Linked DNA regions of Mus musculus: region 1 is linked to region 2. The links are chromatin contacts, called in public HiChIP or PLAC-seq maps. All regions are on one chromosome and are shown on one strand. Each heading gives the region's core, a stretch centred on a gene start, on an enhancer-like site or on the middle of the called end of the contact. The rest is flanking DNA. Distances are from core to core; before and after follow the strand shown.

What was found. HiChIP or PLAC-seq counts read pairs in DNA pulled down with a chosen protein or histone mark.
Region 1: a contact with region 2 is called in an H3K27ac HiChIP or PLAC-seq map of microglia, with 3 times the contacts expected there. The contact joins the promoter of Xkr8 here to the enhancer-like site in region 2. A contact is called at or near these places in 4 of 115 datasets of contacts at active chromatin or transcription factors (embryonic stem cells, microglia and stem cell-derived neural progenitor cells) and 2 of 9 other capture datasets (liver and pancreatic islet).

What each region holds. Positions count from the first base shown.
Region 1 is chr4:132,726,941-132,734,610 of GRCm38.p6, forward strand. Xkr8 (X-linked Kx blood group related 8) reads right to left here and starts at 5,606. Exons shown (of 3, transcript NM_201368.1): 1 at 5,233-5,606; 2 at 3,936-4,132; 3 at 1-1,630. The coding sequence starts at 5,525. The coding sequence ends at 915. It overlaps Smpdl3b (sphingomyelin phosphodiesterase, acid-like 3B), which reads right to left. Exons shown (of 8, transcript NM_133888.2): 8 at 6,026-6,819. The coding sequence ends at 6,454.
Region 2 is chr4:132,589,457-132,596,401 of GRCm38.p6, forward strand. No RefSeq gene overlaps it. Among named protein-coding and RNA genes, the nearest start is that of Ptafr, 29 kb to the left of the region's middle. Within about 2 kb of position 3,580, at least 106 of the 459 cell types and tissues checked have an H3K27ac peak or open chromatin away from gene starts, as enhancers often do. A contact at or near this core is called in liver and microglia, where this site is marked.

The DNA.
Region 1 (7,670 bases), core at 4,356-6,855, 140 kb after region 2:
ACACGCCACCTCCACGGAGCTATTGACCACATCCCAGAAGCCACTGCACCTCTCACCCAAAAAGAACCCCCAATCCTTTACCTTCCATCCAGCCCCTCAAACCTGCCATCCCCATCCTCAAGTCCTCTTTAGGCTCAGTACGGAGCTGCTAAAAGAATACACTAGCATCTGCCCATGAGTTCTGCTAGCCGAATGATCAACCGGCTCGGGCTCACTAGCCCCTGCGTCTTGGGAAGCAAAATTAAGTCAAACCTATGCCCACATTTGTATGCCAGGGGTCTGTGTCAGTTTTAAGGGGTTCCAGGCGCCTTCTACGTGTCTGTAAAGGGTGATAGACTACACTTAGTGGTACATACTGGTCTGGAGAATCTCATGAGGCTTTAATACTGTTAAACACATGCATATATGTTCTTCCACATAGACTGAGGTAGGAGAATGAAAATACTTACTGGGCATCACATGGCCTAGACCACAGGTCCATAAGGCACTTGGTATAAAGGTGGCCTGAGCATCAGGACACTGGAGGGACATACCTGGCCTCACTGTTTAGGAGTCTACCCAGGATCTGTCCAGGTGGGCAGGGAAAGAAGCTAGAGTGGCAGGCAGTTCAGAAGCCAGGATGGTGTTCCCAGAACATAAAGTGCCTTTAGCATTTGTTGGTTGAAGTGAATGGATGGGATGGGGTAGGGAAGAGTTCTCCCAGAATCTTGTGTCATCTAGAGCGGGCTAGGGAACCAGGAGCCAGGACGCCACCAATCACCTGAGAGGTGAGAACAACAAACAACCGAGTGTTTGCTGACAGCAGTTCCATCGGCTTCAGAAGAAAAAAAATGGCTTGCACATGACTGGCCCGCCTTGTCCCTTGCAAGGCCCCACTCGCATTATCTTCCTCACTGGCTGAATCAGACCCTGCCTCAGAGGACTCCATTCAGCTGCACCTCCTCTGTCAGGACAGCCCGAGCTTTGGCCTTGGCGAAGAAGTTCTCTGCTAACAGGGTGGCACGCCTGTTATAAATCAGCTTAGGAGGACGATGGGGAGAAAGGAGTCCTAGGGTCCCATCCACGAGGTCAGGGTCCCAGCTGCAGCTAGGGTGCAGCCAGAGGTAGTAGATCACACGCAAAGCCAGTCCCAGGAAGAAGCAGGCTCCTCCTATTGTCACCCACATCAGCAATGAGATCCCACTGGGCAGCCAGGTGCCGTGTGTCACCCAGGAGGTGGTGACCAGCAGAACACTGTCACTGAAGATGAAGATCAGGTGGATGACGGCCCGGCCTCGAGTGCGGCCCCCAGACACGTTGAACCAGGAGAAATAGAGGATGAGGGCCATTGTCACCCGGTACAGCCACTCACCTTTGGAGTCAGGCATAAAATTTGTGCCTTGAAGCCAGATCCAGAACAAAAGTACCAGCCACAGGCTGAAGAAATGCAGGGCCACATAGTAGGGGAAGACAGCTGAGAACAAGGCGATGGCACAGATTCTGGGCCCCAGCAGCAGCAGGTTCCACAGGAAGTAGATAGCAGAGGAACTCCGGCCCAGGCGTGGCTTGGAGGGAAGACAGGTACGCAGAGACCGATGGTAATCCAGCAGTGCCCACGAGATGCCAAGAAAGGATGAGCTGATGCCAAACCCTACCATGAGCAAGAAGAGAAAAGTCAGCCTGGGTGCAGCCTGCCTGTCAACCCCCAGACTCGCAGGAACCCTCATAGAAACCCAGAAGCAGGTCTTAAAAGCCCCAGCTTGCTCAATAGACAGTTGGAGAGAAAAGAGGAAACACAAAGAAAAAAAAAGAGAGAGAGAAAAGGAAACACAAAGAAAAAAGAGAAAAAAAAACAGTTGAAGAGGGAGAACATTTCGAGGGGTCAGTGCTCTGCTGTCAAATGCTGTCCCAGTGATATTCTTAAGTATGAGAGGATGTGTGACATGTCTCAGAGCGTAGTAACAGGCCTCCAATTCTAGCTTTCCTCAGGACTGGGAGTGATGGCCAGCCCACCCCTCTTCACTTGCCTCCATGTCCAGCCTAGGCCATTATCTTGACTTTCCAAGATCTAGGTGTTGATGATAGGGTTCGTGTCCCAGCTCTGCACTGCCTAGGGCACCGGGGCCTCCAAGAAGAGAGTAACATTGGCATACCTAACAAAGTGTCTCCTCTCATCTCCTCTAAGGTATCCACTCAGCAGGAGTTTACTGATAACCTACTGCGTCCTCGGAGCCCACTTGTAGCCTGATATCAAAGCTCTATTTATCCCCATCTCTTAACTATTTGCCAACTCCTTACCCTACAAACCCCAGCCCAAATAAATTCTGGGGCTACCCACCCACCTAGATTCCACTCTGCTGTCAGAGGCCTCTGTAACAACCTACCTACCCCATTAACCCAATTACCTCCTTTTTTAGTTTGATGATCCCCACCCCCCACCCCCATCCCCAAGACAAGGTTTCTCTGTGTAGCCCTGGCTGTCCTGAAACTCACTCATTAGACCAGTCTAGCCTAGAAATCAGAGATTCATCTGCCTCTGCCTCCCAAGTGTTGAGATTCAAGGCCTGCACCATGATGGCCTGACCTTTATTCTACCCTCGAGCTCCTGGAGGGTAGAAAACTTATTCTGCTTATCTGGATTCTCCAGGTGGCCCAAAGCATGGTACATAAATGTCTGCTCCATCAAAAGTAGAGAAAAGCCTGTCTCCTCAACAGTGTAGACCATCTCAACCTGACTCTGATCTCAAACAAATGTCAAGTTCCTAGCAAGTGCTGAGAAAGGGCAGCCACCTTTCTGCACACCTCCCTCTTATGTGACATAACATGACGGCAAGTGATGACAAGACAGGTTCCTTGGAGAGCCACTGCAGAATGAGGAATGAAGTGATGGGCAACAGAAAGGGGTGGCCTGGGCTTTCAATAAGGTGTGAGGCAGACCGTTGCTTAGGCTCAGGCTGGGCCCGTGGCCTTGAGGAAGTCTCTCCCAAGGCTTCTCACTGTAAGATTCCTCTGAGGGTTTAGGGGGCCCTGCCACCTGCCTCTTCTGGTCAATTGGTACACCTAGTGTAACTATTTGTTTTAAGGCTACTGGCTGGGTGGAGGATCTGTAGATCTTGTTCACAGCTGCGTCCCCAGCAGAGTGACAAAGAAGAAATGAGTATATGAAGGCACTCTGTGGGGATCAAATGATGTCTTGAGTGGATGTGTATTACCGACGCATGCACAACCATGTCAAGGACGCCATTGCCTCAGTCCCATGGGGATGACAGAGACCCCTGGTCTAAGCATAAATGTTTAGAAACAGCTGTCCTGCCAGGCGTGGTGGCACACGCCTTTAATCCCAGCACTTGGGAGGCAGAGGCAGGCAGATTTCTGAGTTTGAGGCCAGCCTGGGCTACAGAGTGAGTTCCAGGACAGCCAGAGCTATACAAAGAAACCCTGTCTCAAAAAATAAAAAAGAAAGAAAGAAAGAGAGAAAGAGAAACAAACAAAGAAAGAAAGAAAGAAAAGAAAAGAAAAAAGAAAAGAAAAGAAAAGAAAAGAAAAGAAAAGAAAAGAAAAAAGAAAATTCCTCCTTAATAAATAAAATAAGAAATGGAAAGCAATTGAGAAATACACCTGACACTGACCTCTGGTTTCTGCATGTACCTGAAAATGCACACAAACTTGTACATATACACATGCACACAAGACCCTGTACTTTATATGCATGCAATTCCCCACATTTCATCTTCCCCTAACTCCCAAGGATAGACACATTTATTCCGCCCAGTGCTCGGATGAGAACCAACGAATGATGGTTTGAGTCACTGTTCCAAGCTCATGCAGCTTGAATCCAGACCAGCTGCCTATCACTCAGGCACCCTCTTTTTTTTTTTTTTTTCCCCCTAAGAGTGAGAACACCTGCAGAGGAGAGAAGAGTCGGCAAAAGTGACAGCCCTGGGCCCAGCACTCACACTGGTAGTATTCCGCCTGGCCATTCTGCAATACAATTGCCAGCACCAGTGTGAGCTGTGGCGTCGCCTCCAGGAAGCTCTCGAAAAGCTTCAGCATGCTGATGTCCAGGGAGAGAAAGTCTGCGTAGGCCAGGTCACACTCGGATGGCATCTCCTGGTAGCACATGGACAGCCCTTGATGCATTCCGTGCAAACACCTAGGCAGGACACACAGGTGCCCGGAGGGCCAGGTCAACCTTCTGTGACGTCGTCCATCTCCTACAGCTGAGTGCACAGAGGCAGACTTCAATCCTAGCTTGTCACTTAAAAGCTACGGAACCTGGAGCAAGCCACCTAACTAACCTCATGGAACTTGCTTCCTCGTCCGTAAAGTGGGGCAAACTCAACTTCTACTCTTGCTGGTCAGGTACGATCCCAGGCGCATCACAACCCTGTCCTACCTACTCACAAGAGCCCCATTTCAGAGATGGGAGATGGAATTAAGAAGTAAACAGGAGGGGCCTGAGAGAGGGCTTAGCTGTTAATCGCATCCACTGCTCTTGTGGAGGACCAGAGTTTGGCTCCCAGCACCACATGAGGTGCCTCGCCTGTAACTCCAAGGGATCCAACACCTTCTTCTCTTGGGGCCTGCCTGTAATAACTCTCCTTCGCAGTCATCTGAGCTGTACTCAAGATGATACAATTGTTCAGGCAAAATGCAAACATTCAAGAGGTCCCTCCCCGCAAGCTGGAGACTATATACAGCTTTCCCAAGATCTGAGACTTCCACAAGATTCCGGATCCGGCCACCCTAGCCCAGCCTCACCCACACCATGAAGCCCTGCCTTCATCACAAGATTCTGAGCCCTTGATTTCGCTTTCTCCTATCTAACAACCCAAGGGACTAGTCACAGTTTGGGGGCGGGGGAGAGGCGGGGAAGAAAAAGTTCTCAGGCCAGCACTTGCGCCAGGGATTGTCTGTCTCACTGTCCTCACTTTAGACTGACCCTGGGTCCTTCCCAGTTGAGAAAAGCACACACCATCCACATATATTTTCCAAGAACCAGTCTATGTCTACTCCTGGCTGACTCCGGGGACACGGATGAGTCAAGCCGGACCCTCTTCAGTCCTTGACGGGGAAGCAAACGTTCGCAGAAGACAGAAATGAACAAGAAAGGTGAGGGGCATCTCTGACTCCAAGACCCTGATGTTCCCTTCCTCTGTTCCTGGCCCTGTGTTTTCATCTCCGCCCAAGGAAAGAAGACTGAACTGGTTCTGATGGCTGTCAACCCACTTTTTCAAAGGGCCGGGCACTCACCTATACAGGTAGCCGAGCTGCAGCAGGTGCAGCAGAGCCAGGAAAGGACGCGAGAGCTGCGAATGGTGCAGCTCGGTGGGATCAGCTGTCAGCCAGAGCCAGCTGAAGAGCTGCAGCAGCACCGAAGCTTGGCCCAGCAGGACCAGTACCAGCGCGGCCCACAGATAACGGCCAAGGAGCACGTACTGGACAACGGCCCACAGGTCAGCGACCAGATCCAGCAGGAAAGACAAGATACTCACCAGGCCTACGACCACGTCTAAGGCCACATGGTGGTGCACGGACAGAGGCATGATCCTCTCCAAGCAACCACACAACCGCGGACCTGCCCTCCCGCCCCGCTAGTCCGGCAGGAAGGGGGCGGGGCAGTCGTCCGGGAGGCTGGGCTGCTGGGCGGAACTTCCCCATCTCGCCCCGTCCGGGGTGGAGCGAGCCCGCGGCCCCGCCCCTACACTGGCCCCACCGCCCAGACCCCGCCCCCAGCCTGCCCTGTGCAGAGCTAGGCCTCTACTGGTTTGGATTCTGCTTTTTGTTTTGTTTTTCTTTTTTGTTTGTTTTTTGTTTTTGTTTTGCGAGACAGGGTTTCTCTGAATAGCCCTGGCTGTCCTGAAACTCACTCTGTAGACCAGGCTGGCCTCGAACTCAGAAATCCGCCTGCCTCTGCCTCCCAAGTGCTGGGATTCCACCACCCCCGGCTTGAATTCTGCTTTTGAGTCTCAAGGAAACAAGAGTGGCTATTAAGAAAGACTAGAGCCTTAGAGTTACCGGCCGCAGCTGTGATCCCTCACGGTTGCACTGTTGCAAAACCAAATCAAAAAAGTCTTTTATTTAAAAGTACTAAGGGGTTTTGCACACCACGTACGTTCCCAGTTCAGACCTTGAGCAGGGACTACATCGAAAGCACAGAATCTCCAAGGCCCATCTTCCCGTCGGCTCACTTCACTGTGGTGATCAAGTTCATGGTGGTTTGATATGTTTGTATTAAAGCGAATAATGCACCAAGACATGTACCGCAAACAAGTTTTGTGGATAAAACATGAAACTTGGAAGAAATTGTGCTTCTTAGCGCCCTCTCTGGTGAATCCAGGTGTCCCATCCCACTTTACTCTCCGCGGGGGGAGACTGATGGCAAAAGTTCATCTCTCTCCATTGGGTAACGTTGCCCAATTTTACCAGGAGAAAGATGAACCAAGTCAGTGGGTGGGCTGGCAGTGCCTACAGTCATAACACCTCCAGTACGTGCAGGCTTGGCAGCAGAGTCAGTATGAGCAGGAAACCAGGCACCAGCTTGGCACCAAGACCATGCAAGCAGGTAGCATAAGTGTTGAAAGCCACGTGTTGTATAGCACAAACGTGCTCGATGCGGCAGCTGTCCTCACAGGTCAAATGGTTGTAGCTGACCGAGTTATAGACGTAATAACGTTGCAGGATGTGAGGCTCACTGGCAATGCGGGTCAGCGCCGTGTGCATGGAGCTGACGCTGGCATCCGGCACCTGGTAGGCCTCCGTCAGGCGGTACTCCTGCTCCCACCGTGGGGTCTCTTGTACATTCGCCTGCCTCAGGTTCAAGAAGTAAGTCACCAAGTCCTGGATTAGAGGCGCAGGGTATGTCAGCAACGAGCAGTTGATTCGTTCTGCCCACAACCCAACTTCTCCCCAGGCGCTCTAAATCGATCAAACAGCCGCTGTTTGTTACCCTGAGCTTGGTTCCAATGAGGTGACTGCATCTGAACCCCCATTTTCCTGGTGAAGACATGGAGGCCTTAAAGAGGTCGTTATGGTTTGAATCTGAAGTGCCCCCCCGCCCCCCCTCCCTTCATTTTGAATGTTTGTTTCCCAACCACTGTAGCATTTTTAGGTAGTGGATTCCAGCTGGCAAAAGGAAACCTTTGAACCTGGTTCTGGATCCTGCCCAGTGGCGATATGAGGGGCTCCTGATACATTGCCACAGTGCTTCGGCACCATTAACTGCCAGGCCTTCACAGGTTGGTATAGCAATCACAGCATTGCAAAAGTAATGTTGCCTTCTCGGGGTCTGCGAGCTTTCAGGGGCAGGGCGGGATTAGGACGCAGAATGTTCACCTCACTACGGGTATGAGTTTCCTGTTCTGCCAAACTGGTAGGCACCACGCGCTCTTCACAGACGCTCTAATGCTCAGGAAATCTTCACAGAGTGAAGGGGAATAAAAATGGTGGTGGAGGAGGTGGGAAGGTGGGGGAGGCGGCAGCGGGGTGGGGGTGGGGGTTGCCTGGCTGGCGGATGTTATGAAATTGTAGCTGATAAAGGTTTCCCGTTCAAAGACTCAGCAGTGCCTTCAGACAGGCCGGTAAGAGGAGCTGGGTGAATGGGTGGGACCTGCATGTGCCAGGCACATGGCATTGTTGCACTAAGTCCCCTCAGTCCTGTGACTTTCCAGGGTACAGAGAAAGCAGTGAAT
Region 2 (6,945 bases), core at 2,330-4,829:
CCTCGAGAGTTGTTCTTGGCTATAGTTGAGTCTCTCTTCTGGTAACTGTTGGGAACTTCTCTATCCCCCTTGTTAGTACCAATAGTGCCCCAGGCTGGGGATTGACCCACAAGGGCATCATTCCAGAAGAGAGTTCACGTTCACCTATGGCAGAGGGAGGCAAGGGAAGAGGTAACTGAGCTCGGGTTTTCTGGCCTGCTAATGGCTACTGACCTAGGGAATGTCTCACGACAAATGGCTTTTGCTATCAGCAGCAGCCAGAATGTAGGAAGGCAAGAAGGGGGAGTAGGAGGAACGAGGGACTAGCATGTCTATTCTCCTGCTCTTCCTAAACCAAAGAACTCCTGTTTAAGAAGCCCAGGATGAAGCTGTGCCCACTGAGATGCAAGTATGCCAGTTGCCTGGGGGAGTAGTACACAGTCTACTACTAAAATCTCAGGTACGGTTTAAAGTCACTGAGAAACTGGAGAGGTGAGGTTGGAACCCTGACTCAGACCTAAGCATGTTTGTCCTTCAGTGTGCTCCAAGACCCTGTTGTCTTGGGATGGGATCCACTTCTACAAACGAACGGGAAAAGAAAATGACAAACAGCCCAGAGTGTAGAAATAGGACAGACAGAAGGAGAGTGGATTGTTAGAATAAAAGCAATGTCCTTGTACATGGCTGGAGGCAAGTCATTCGCAGACAACTCCCCTAAAGCAAGGAGACTCAGGTACCGGTTATCCCATTAAAAAAAAAAAAAAGCCAGCAGTGGAGGAAGGGCTGAAGAGGTGGTTCAGCTGTTGGGAGTGTGTTCTGACCTGGGCGGTGGTGGTGCATATCTTTAATCTTAGCACTCAGGAGGCTAAGTGAGAGAGCTCTGTGAGTTCGAGGCCAGCCTGGTCTACAGAACAAGTTCCATGACAGCCAGGACTACGAGAAACCCTGTCTCTAAATAAATAAATAAATAAATAAATAAATAAATAAACAAAATAAAACAAAACTACAACAAAGATGTGTTCTGGTCTCAGCCCAGGTCAGGTTGCTCACAACCACCTGTACTACAGATCTTGGGAAGGGCGGGGGGGGGGGGTGGGGGGGGGAATCTGACACCTCTGACCTTCCTGGATACCAGCATTCACAGTCCATATCTATACAATACACAGAATCAAACTTAATAATAAATAGCAACGACAAAAAAAATCCTACCACTGGGAAAACATCCCACAACTCCTGAGAATAGCTGTTGGTCAGACTGACCCAGGAGAAGACATTCGGCCTGGGACCCTCTTTGTGGGTCAGAGGTTCGAGCTGGGGCTGCGTGGTTTTCCAGGCGTCCCCAGCGGGGTTTCTGGTGGATGGTGTAAGTGCTTGACCTGATACTCTGCCCTTTCTGCTGTTTGCTCTATGCTTAGCAAACTCACGCATTTGAAACCGAAGGCACGACAACTGTGGATTGCTTCACACGTGGCCAGGGAGGAAAATAAGTTTCTCTCTGTCCCCCACAGTTCTCAGGAAGGACAGATCTTTGTAACAAGTGACAGATTAAGAAGGGAAAACACGTTTGAGGAATGGGTCTAGCTCACCTTTACATGGGAGAGAGTCACCTGTGTCCTAGGTTAGTGGCCCGACTTGGGTTACCTGTGTAACCTTCAATCACCTTCAAAGTCCGGTGAGAGAAGTGAATGGTGAAGGAGCAAGAGAAGGATGTGTTCAGCACAGCCGCGTTGGGAAGAAACATGGGACCCACGTCCTTGGGGTCCTGAAAAGAGCATCCTCTTGGAACTGTACAGAAAGGGAAAAGGCATTGTTGGCTTAAGTGGCTGGTGACAAGAGGTTTGGGGACAGGGAGAGTAGCTTCCTGTGACACTATTTCACGGCAGAGAATGAGTCCATGATGGGGGCATTTTTCTCCCTGTGCCACTTCCTCTGTCTTCTTAGCTCCCTGTTAACCTATGCAGCCCGGCCTCTGGCCCATGGCTAGCAAGGGCTGGTGGCACAGTTAGATGGAGTGGGTGGCATCAGAAACAGTTCTGTTTTGCAATATAGAACTCATGTTGCAAGTGCTCTACCCCTGAGAACCATTCACACCCCCATACTTCCAATCCCCAGAACTAATGTTGTTGCCTGCATCCATTGCTGGCCATCACGGGAAGTGACTCCAGAAATAAATCAACATTGTTATTATCCTTGAGAGCCCTGTTCCCTCCCGTGGGGACAGCAATTGTGGACACAGACAAGGTCCAGGAGTCCCATACGTTGAGATGCTACACTGTGCTCCTTCCTCCTCCTCCTCCTCTTAGTGGTTTTTTGAGTCAGGATTTCTCTGTTTAGCTCTGGCTGTCCTAGAACTGGCTCTATAGGCCAGGCTGGCCTCAGACTCAGCGATCCGCATGCCTCTGCCTCCAGAGTGCTGGGTTCAAAGGTGTGGGCCATCACAGTTCTATTTATTTTTTCTGCCTAATTATTCTTATTTTATTTGAGTCAAGGTCTCACTCTGTAGCCATGGTTGGCTTGGAACTCATTATGTAGTTCCAGCTGTCCCCAAACTCACTGAAATCCTCCTGCCTCAGCTTCCTGAATGATGAGATTACAGACCTGAGCTAACCACTCTGAACTCCAAACTGCTTTGAGTGTTGTGGTATCCACCAGAGAAGACCTCTCAAACACAGGTTTAAGCCAATAGAAAGTCCTCACTAGTCAACAGTAGACTACACAGGGTGTTTGGGATCCCAGGGTAGCCCTGAGCCTTTCTCAGCTTTTAAGCATACAAACCAAACCCTGGGTTGACATATTTCAGTTAACAAGAACATTAAGCCAGAAACAGGATTACAGAAGCCAAAAAGCAAGTACATTTAGAGACTTTGCCAGAACTATGGACTTTGGTTCATTAGGTCTTTGTTTTCACATTCGGCCGTGGTGCTGGCTTTGTGCTGAGTTTCATGGCCTTAGTAGGACTTCCATCATGGAGTCAGTTGTGCTAAGGTCTGGGGGCCTGTTGTGCCAGGTACACTATCGGCAAACTCTCAAGTACTGACTGCCCTATATTTGCCAGTACTTACAGTTACAGAACTTTGTTTCTTTGCTTATGTTTTCGTTAGGATCTTTCTATACAGCCCTGGCTGGCCTGAAGTTTGGTGTGTGAGTGAGACTGACCTAAGCTAGCAACTATCCTCTCTGCCTCTGCCTCCTGAGCTCTAGGGTCACAGGCAGACACCGCCATGCTTGGCTTTCTAAGTTCTTTTTTAAATTTAAAACATTTAAGTTATTATTATTATTTTGAGATGAGGGCCCTATCATGTAGCCCAGGCTGGCCTGCAGCTGGCCTGAAACTCCTAATGCTTGTGAATCCTGGGACTGGAGGCGTGTGCCACCACACCCTATGCATTTTTTGGCTTTTATTGTTGCTTAAATTACTTCCTAGATGACTTGATTTTTGTACCTTTAACAGCAAAGGTGGGCAGGGTGAGTTCTTTAGAGCCCAGGAGGGATAATTTCTTTGAAGAGGGAACTTAGACAGAGAAAAACATACCCACACTGTGTAGTTTGAAAATTGAGGATCTTAGTCTTCTTCTCAACGCCGCGACTTCTCCTTTCTGAGACATCCACTTCTATAAGTTTCCTTCAGTTCCGCAAGCTTTGCCATTTGCAAACCTAGAATGTGGAAGTGCCCCCTCACGTGATGGCAGTTTGTCATCTTAGGTGACAGACACATCAGATGAATTTGTGAGGCTCTTTGAACATAAATTATATCATCGTGGTGGAAAGTCAGAGGAGAGAATTGCATCATCTTAGAAATTTGTTCCTCCCAGGTGTGGTGGCGCATGCCTGTAATCCCCGTACTATGGCGGAGAGATAAGAGGAAAAAAACCAAAACAAGCTAGTTGGAGGCTGAGGCAGGAGGACTGCTGTGAGTTCAACATCAGCCTGAGCTATGTATTAAAGTTCCAGACTAGTCTGGGCTATAATGTGAGACCCTGTCTCAAAAATCAAAACAAGTGGCAGGAGAGATGGCTCAGCAGTTAAGAGCAATTGCTGCTCTTGTGGAGGAGCCTGGATCAGGTCTTAGCTCCCACTTGGTAGTACACAACCACCCACAGCTCTAATGCCAGGGAACCCGACATCCACTTCTGACTTCTGAAGGCTCCGGCATCCCTGTGGAGTGCATAGATTCTCTCTCACACACAAATAAACTCTCTGTCTGTCTCTGTCTCTCTGTCTCTGTCTCTCTTTCATTCATAGACACTTTAATAAATAAATCTTAAGAACAAGAACTAAACAAAACTCCTAAGGGGTTGGGGTTGTGGCTCAGTGATACAGTGCTCACCTGGCACATGGGGAGAAAGGAAAGGAGAGAGGGAAGGAGAGATCATTAGTGGTGGGTAAGACTCAGTTTCTCTCAGTGTAAAATGGGGAGAAGAAAAATAAAATAAAATTAAATTAAATTAAAAAAAAACAATCAGGGAAAAAGCTTTGCATTTGATTTGATCCTGGCAGGGTTTTCTTGTCAAATTTCTTTGTCTTGGGAAAAGTCAAGACCAGGAGAAGCTGAGAGAAGTCCAGAATTTGTTGTGGATAGTGGCAGGGGAAGGCTGTGGAATGTGGAAGCATGGTTAAGTGCTTTTCCATGGGAGTTCTCTGAGGTTTGAGACCTTTAATCTAATGTTCAGACAGACACACTGGGCTCATAAAGTTAAGCTGTCTGTCCCAGGTTACGTGGATTCTAAACCCTCCTCTTCGTTGCCCTGCCTCTCATGACAGCTCCCAACAAGAGACTGTGGGTAGCTGAGAGAATTCAGCCTACCATCAACTGTGGGTGACCTTCGGAAGGGGAGGGGAGTAGGGGGTGGGGTGGGGAGGGCCTCTAGGAGAAAGATAGCTGCTGATGGGCTCTACTTTGCAGGGAGATTCTCAGTGAGCTGCTTGTTTATCTGTGGTATTTAGTGGATGGCTGGGAATTCCTGGATGACAGGAATTCCTGAGAAGAGAAGTCAAGCTAGAATAGGGCCAGGGTCAGAGGTCACAGCCCTCACAGCCACTCCCTTAGATACTGGGAGGGATTCCAGGGTTCCAACTTAGCGACAGGGAGTTCAAGCCAACTTTAACTTCCCGAGAATTACTGATTCTTTTATATTTTTTTTCCTTTTGTTTGTCGGTTGACTTTTTAGAGACAAGAGTCTCATGTGGTTCATTCAGGCTATTATTGTTAATTATATTATTATTATTAATTATTATTAATTTACCATCATCTTCATCATCATCATTTAATCATATGTGTGTGTGTGTGTCTGTGTGTGTGTCTGTGTGTGGGTTTGTGCACGTAAGCCTGGTAGCTATAGAGATCAGAAGAGGGAGTTGGATCCCTAGGAACTAGCTACAGACAGTTGTGAACCGCCTAGTGTGCGTGTTGGGAACCTAACTCTGGTTCTCTGCAAGTATGTGTTCTTAAGCTCTGACTCTCTCCAGCCCCCGATCTCAAACTTCTCATCTTCTTGTTTCCTTTGTGGGACTAAATGTTTGCATTTTTACCCATTACTGTCTGTGCTGGTGAGGTTTTGTTTTGTTTTTTGCCACCTGGATGCAAGCTAGGGTCATTTGGGAAGTGAGAAAATTGAGAAAATGCCTCTATCTGACTGGCTGGCAGGCATGGTTGTGTGACTGACTGTGGGAGGCATTTTCTTGACTGATGGTTACTGCAGGAGCAGTGTTACCCCCAGGCGGGTGGGCCTGGGGGGTATGAGAGAGGAGGAGAGCAAACCATAGAGAGAAAGCCAGGGAGCTGTGTTCAGCCATGGTTTCTGCTTTCGTTCCTTCCTGCAGGTGTAGTGAGAATTTTGGTTTCTTAAAAAACCCAGTTATGCTATGTGAATAGGTTTTTCTTTTAATCCCAGCTGTGAGATCCGGGGCTGCTTCAGATAGTCCACACTGCTGACTATGATTCGTCTTGTGCTTCGGCAGGGGCGTGATTCTGCCAGCTGAAGATAGCTTATGTTTGGAATTCTGGGGACACTTGAGAGAGTATATAAATGCCAGAGCCCTGAGAGGGAGTGGTGGTTGCTGCTCCCGCTGCTGCTGCTGGGATATGGACTTGAAAGCCAGGCAAACCCTGTCCTCCCTAAGCTGCCTTTGGTTATGGTGTTTAATATCACGGCAATAGAAAGCACGGTCTAGCTTTTTTTACTAGAATAAACCCCATGAAGTCATGGGTGTATTCTTGTCTCCCTAGCTGCACCTCCGAGTTTCTGACACATGCCAGTTATTCAAGAAGTTTTAGTGAACAAGCTGGGCATGGTGGCACATGCCTGTAATTTTGGCACACAGGAGGGAGAGGCAGGAGGACCAGGAGTTCAAGGCAAGAGCTGGTGAGATGGCTTGACTTGCCTCGCAAGTCTGAGAATATGAGTTCTATCCCCAGAGCACACATAAAAGTGGAAGAAAACAGACTTTATAAAGTAGTCCTGTGACTTCCAGATACAGTACAGGCACAGGCATGTGTACTCACACACACACACACACACACACACACACACACACACACACACACACACACATGAGAAAGAATAACCTTATGTGGTTGGTGATTTGGGGGACGTGTAGGCTGCCAAACACTCGAGTTCCATATATTCCTTTCTCAAAGTGGACTCAGAGCCATGGTTCTGGTGGGAGAGGAGATATAGAGAAGGCGCGGGTGCCTCCACTTTGGTTATTAAACTATTGAAGCGAAGATTCCAAGGAGTTAAAAATCCCCCAGGAGCCCCAAACTGAGGTCAGTAAAGGTTAAAGTCTGCGTGACACGGGGACAGGGACTTCTCTCCCAGACAGGAAGACATTGACACTGTTCGGACAGCTTATCTCACAGTTGAGGAGCGCAGGGCTGGTGTGAGGACTTCTTGTTAACATGCATTGGTTATGGGTGATAGGTCTCATGGTGGCACTTTCAAAACATTCTGTGATGCAGTTAGATGC